2 separate regions of the Ovis aries genome follow, and region 2 is linked to region 1. Evidence: chromatin contacts called from public Hi-C data. All regions are on one chromosome and are shown on one strand. Each heading gives the region's core, a stretch centred on a gene start, on an enhancer-like site or on the middle of the called end of the contact. The rest is flanking DNA. Distances are from core to core; before and after follow the strand shown.

Region 1 (2,959 bases), core at 116-2,615:
TTCTCCACAACATGAACACGAAGTACAGGGAAGCTCTCATAACACCGATAAGCAGGATTTTAAAACATGGAGCATACCAATTATACCTATTTTTAGCATCCTTCCTTGTCTCCCTTGTCTCCTTCTTTACTTATGAGTGCTGTGCCAAGAGGGAGCAAATTTTTTATGTATTCTAGCAGCTGTCTGGTAAGTTCCAAGATGATTTTGGTATAAAATATGTCTTGATAGGTTTATTATTCTGAATTTAGGACCTGATCTTGGAGAAGGGAAACAAACAAACAAAAAAAGTGTTGTTAGGGAATAGCCTCACTCTTGGCTATATTATTGATATGACATTATATTTTGTAACAACCTGTCACTAAGAGTTTAACTTCTCTAGAAATGAGGGATCCTACTATTTTATGTTATATCATGACCTAAGAGCATGATGCAAGTTAGTACAAAGCCCTCAAAATTAACAGGCTTTTTGAAAAGTGAAAGTTCAAATTCAGGGACTTCCCTGGTGGTCCAGTGGTTAAGAATCCACCTTCCAGTACAGTGGACCCAGTTCGAGCCCTGGTTGCGGACCCAAGATTTCACAAGCAGTGGGGCAACTAAATCGGATTCTGGAACTACTGAGCCCATGTGCTCTAGAGCCCATGCACTGCAACTAAGACCCAATGCAGCCAAATAAATATAATAAATAAATATATATGTATTTTTAAAGTAGGTTCAAATTTAGGTTGGTAAGGACGTAACTTTGCTATACGTGCAAAACATATAGGAAAAACTAACTTATTATTCATTTTAACAGTAGACTGTATACTCAAAGACCAGTTTACTTACAAGTGACCAATATTATTTAAACCTTTATGCTTCTTTAAATAGAAGGAATCTGAAGAAGAACTTCTGGAATGAGAGTCAGAACATCTGAAAATCCACTCCTCCATAAAAGCAGTAACACTGGAAAAACTTGTTAAAACCAACTTTTCCAGAACTCTGGAAATTAACCAAAGCTTTCAAAAATCTAAGGAGAGTTTATTCAAGAAAAATTGCTGAATATCACTAGGAACAGTGAACTTTGTGGCATTTTTATTTGCTTTTTCCCATCCTCCTCTCCACAACACCACAATAGTATCCAAAATCGGCAGTCTCACAACTCCTGCTGCTGCTGCTAAGTCGCTTCAGTCGTGTCCGACTCTGTGCGACCCCACAGACGGCAGCCCACCAGGCTCCCCCATCCCTGGGATTCTCCTGGCAAGAACATTGGAGTGGGTTGCCATTTCCTTCTCCAATCTCACAAATCCAGTAACTACAAGAACCAGTGACCTAGCAGCCACTAGAGGGGGCAGAGTGGGTGTGAAACTCCCCAAAAAGCTCTGTTCCGAGAGAACTGTCACTGCTTGATCTATCTGGAAGCTCTGTGAAGAGCCCCATTCACAGGGCTTGTCTGACTCAGAGCCCACGCAGTGAGAAACCCCATCCCCCGGTGTTTGTCTAAACAATCAACAGCTAATTATTTGACATCCCAGTTTCCTACCAGTTGTGGCAAACCAGAGGCATGATTAAAAAAAAACAAACTTAAAAGTAATATTAGGGAATGAGAAGCTAAGAGAGAGCTTTAAAAAGCTTTGACATCTACTTGGGAATCCTAAAATGTATGTGCATTTGCAGAACTGCATGTCCAGGAAATACCTGAGAAGGCATCAGTCCCTTAACTCTGGTGACCCTGAGGCCTTGCTCATGCAGGTAGTGACGAATAAGGCAGAGTAAACTGTTAGAGCATTTGAAGCTTGCTGGAACCAACATACAGAGTCCCTTAGCAAAGAGTAGGAGACACTGTTTCAAGGCATTTAAGGAAAGCTCTGTCCAATCATTGGCTGACAACTGAGCTAACCAGGCAGAAACTTCAGTGACTACCATGTACCAGAACAGACTTTATAGAAGTAGTCCGTGAAAATCAATAAACAAATAAACAGCACTAACATAGCAAGCTCTGGTTGAAAAGATATGATTTCTGAAGTTGTCATATATATTATTTAAAATATTCAGTTTTCAGCAAAAAATGTTGGACATACAAAGAAATAGGAAAGCATGTCCTAGCAAAGAGAAAAAAGTAGTCAATAAATACTGTCCCTGAGGAAGTCCAGATGCTGGACTTATTAGACAAAGATAAGGTATTAAGATAGAATACCTTTAAGTCACGTATTATAAATAAGACTACAGGAAACTGGGTCTAAGGAAGTCAAGGAAAATATGAAAATGACGTCTCACCAAATACAGAATATCCATGAGATATAAATTATTTAAAAAGGAAATAGAAAATTCTGGAACAGAACAGTACAATAACTGAAATTAAAATTTACTAGAACTTCCTCAACTTGATAAAGAATATCTACAAAGAGCACTAGAGCTAACATCATATGTCATAATGAGAAACGAGGCTTTCCCAAGAAGAATGTCTCTCCTCACCACTCCTTTTCAATAGGATACTGGAAGTTCTAACCAACACTTAGGATGAGACAAGAAATTAAAGCTATACAAGTTGGGGATGGAGAAATAAGTGTCTTTGTTAGTAGACGACATGTTCGCCTATGTAGAAAATCTGCAAGAACTGACCAAAATAATGCCTGGAACTAGTAAGTGATTATAACGAGGTTGGAGGACATAAGGTCAATAAGCAAAAGTCAATCTAGCCTTGCCACATACTAGCAATGAACAGTTCGGGTCCGACTCTTTGTGACCCCATAGACTATAGAGTCTGTGGAATTCTCCAGGTCAGAATACTGGAGTGGGTAGCCTTTCCCTTCTCCAGGGGATCTTCCCAACCCAGGGATCGAACCTAGGTCTCCCATAGTACAGGTAGATTCTTTACCAGCTGAGCCACGAAGGAAGCCCAATGAACAGTTAGAATTCAAAATTTAAAAAATATATATATTATGTTATGGGACTTCCCCAGTGGTCCAGCAGTTAAGAATCC
Region 2 (2,700 bases), core at 81-2,580, 180 kb after region 1:
TAGGCAATTCCAGGCAGGTCCCAGCGCTACAACTCCACAGACATGGGGCTTCTCTGGCATCTTTTGCTATCAGTCCTTGAACCGAACACTCTCTTTCAAGGGCACCTCAGGGCCTTGCCCCTAGGAATCTCTCCAGATGCTCTCATTCCTGGTGAGGCGGCCCATCCCAGCACTGCCATATCTGGACTACTCCAGAGGGCAGTGGGTGGGCAGTGAGAGGGGAGGACTGGCACTTATGTAGCAATTACAAGTAAGGTGCACTGCGTAACATACCTGCATGCTTCATAACCAGTTAACTTCCTATCGTATACAGTTTTTCAGTTTCTGAATGTAAAGAAGGATGCGCTGAGATCAGTCTACCCAATCCTTTCTCTTTATAGATATACACACAGAAGCTCAGAAAGCACCAGCCTTGGAACAGCCTGATATGGACGTAAGCCCGCACCTCTCTTCCAGACGGTGTGACTGTGGGCAGGTCATGTTAACCTCTGAACCTCAGCCATCCTACCTTATAACCTGGTAACTGAGGTAACCAAAACTGTACGCGCACTTCTAGTGTTAGCTATCATCATTACCACTGTTCTATGTGTTCAAAGGCACACAGCGGAGGAGCTGTATCAGAACTTCACTGAATACCGCTGGATTAAAAAAAATAAAAGCCAAAGCTGGGGGGCGACCATCCTTTGTCCCATCTTTCTTATAGTTTCTAGCAGGAACTTGGCACACATTTAAAGTGCATAGATTATTTTTTTTTAACTTTTTATTTTGAAATTATTTCAAACTCACACAGCAGTTAAAAAATAGCATGCACACACATACACCAAACTCAGGTATATCCTTCACTCAGATTCTCATTACATTTTGCCTCACTCCTTTTCTTTCTGTTTTTTCCTAGACCACGTAGGACTCTAAGCAGGATACCGAGGACTCTCTGATGAATTCTACAGTGTTCTTGCCTCCAAGGTATTCACTGCACAGTTACCTCACAAACAGCTAAAATGCAAGCAAGCACCATGTGAGTGTAGTGCACAGCAAGAGCCACAGGCACGACTTCTTGGAGGCAGAGGCTTGAGCTGTGCCAGAAAGGATGGACAGAAGCACAGATTCCCGTAATGCACTCCTGGGATCTTCTATGGGAGACAGCTCTGCTTCCCCAAGCAGTGTGTGCCATGGCAGGGACTCAATAAAACACAAACCCAACAATACAAGGCCAGAAAGGGGAGGAGGTAGTCCAGGGCACCCCTATCTGGGTACCTCTATTCAGGGCTCTAAGTTATGTCCCACTCAGCAGCTGCCCTGGTGACAAGAAGGCAAGGACTGTCTAGGCAGCTGAAGTGTGGGAAAGGGCCATGAGTGCCACCTACTGGCACCACAGCAGGCCTGTAGGCTGCCACAGAGGGCAGCTGGGTGTTGCCAGGAAACCTGTTATCCTATGGCAGTGAGACACAGAAGTAGCCCAAATTTCTAAAATTGGGTTGGCACTTGAGCTACTACTGCTAAGCTCCAGAACCCTATGAGATTTTCAGTAAAAAAAATGGACTGTGCAAAGCCAACCACAGTATCTGGCCCTCTAGATAGGAACAAAATTTGGCCTTCATTAATTCAGGTTTGTCCCAGTAACAAAGTAGACTCTTCTCCAAGTCAGGCTCTGTGTTGAGCACTGAGGGTACACTTGAATCAGACATGGATCTTGCCCACAAGGAGCTCCTGGTCTGAACTGGTGGCGGGGAAATGGAGCACAAGTAAGTGTTTTAAGGATCACAGTGCTCTGAAAGCTGTTTGTAGAGGGTCACTGACCACACAACATGCTTGGCTCTTCCAGTCTTTCAAAACTCTTAAACTGTGGTGTTCAAAAGAGCTCGTGTTTCTAGAGCAGCCTACTACGCACCAGGCACTTGACATTTACAATCTCATCTGGTCCTGTGATTAGAGAAGGAGTCATAAAGAGAGAGGGTAACTGGCTTGCTTAAGATCACATGCTCAGTAAGTGGCAGCCTGGGCTGGAGCCCACCCTCTCTCTATTGAACCACACTGCCTTCCAGGGTATATATCCCAACTTCTTCTCTTTTCCCACACACTTAGCCTGGGATCAGCACAAATATCTGATGGGACTAATCAGCTGACCCTAGTGAAAAGACCCTGACGCTGGGAAAGACTGAAGGCAGAAGAAGGGGATGACAGAGGATGAGATGGTTGGATTGCATCACAGACTCGATGGACATGAGTTTGAGCAAGCTCCAGGAGCTGGTGAAGGACAGGGAAGCCTGGCATGCTGCAGTCCATGAGGTCGCAAAGAGCTGGACACGACTGAGCGACTGAACAACAATCAGCTGACAGAAAATGATTAAAAAAAAAAGGAAAAACCTTACGTAGAAAGGAAGTTAAAATGATGAATGGAGATACTCTGATTAGTTCTGCTGTCTAGAACCTTCTCCCTTGGAAGGGACCCCTTCTCTTAGACTGAAGATGAGAAAGGCCAGATCCCTTCGTGGTAGTCTACATACTACTACCACCACTTTCACAGCTGCATGGTAAAGTGGTCTTGACTTTAGGTTAAAATAACCTTGGCAAACAAACCTAATCAGTAGGTTTTAGAAGTATAGGAAGTCCTAGTTCTCTGCAGACAAGCTTAACAGACTCTCAGAGTATAATGCATCTGCCGAGAAAGCTAATGCAAACTCAGGCCATGTTAACAGACTC

What was found. A called contact is a pair of places that touch in the nucleus more often than the background predicts.
Region 2: a Hi-C map of hypothalamus shows a contact between it and region 1, with 7 times the contacts expected there. The contact joins two enhancer-like sites. A contact is called at or near these places in 4 of 16 Hi-C or Micro-C datasets (hypothalamus, mesenteric adipose tissue, retroperitoneal adipose tissue and 1 more).

What each region holds. Positions count from the first base shown.
Region 1 is chr15:50,543,401-50,546,359 of ARS-UI_Ramb_v3.0, forward strand. The region is part of intron 2 of LOC132657824 (a long non-coding RNA gene); the gene reads right to left. Among named protein-coding and RNA genes, the nearest start is that of TRNAG-CCC, 4.7 kb to the left of the region's middle. Within about 2 kb of position 1,366, at least 8 of the 54 cell types and tissues checked have an H3K27ac peak or open chromatin away from gene starts, as enhancers often do. A contact at or near this core is called in hypothalamus, where this site is marked.
Region 2 is chr15:50,725,236-50,727,935 of ARS-UI_Ramb_v3.0, forward strand. The region is part of intron 2 of CLPB (ClpB family mitochondrial disaggregase); the gene reads right to left. Among named protein-coding and RNA genes, the nearest start is that of CLPB, 21 kb to the right of the region's middle. Within about 2 kb of position 1,331, at least 16 of the 54 cell types and tissues checked have an H3K27ac peak or open chromatin away from gene starts, as enhancers often do. A contact at or near this core is called in hypothalamus, where this site is marked.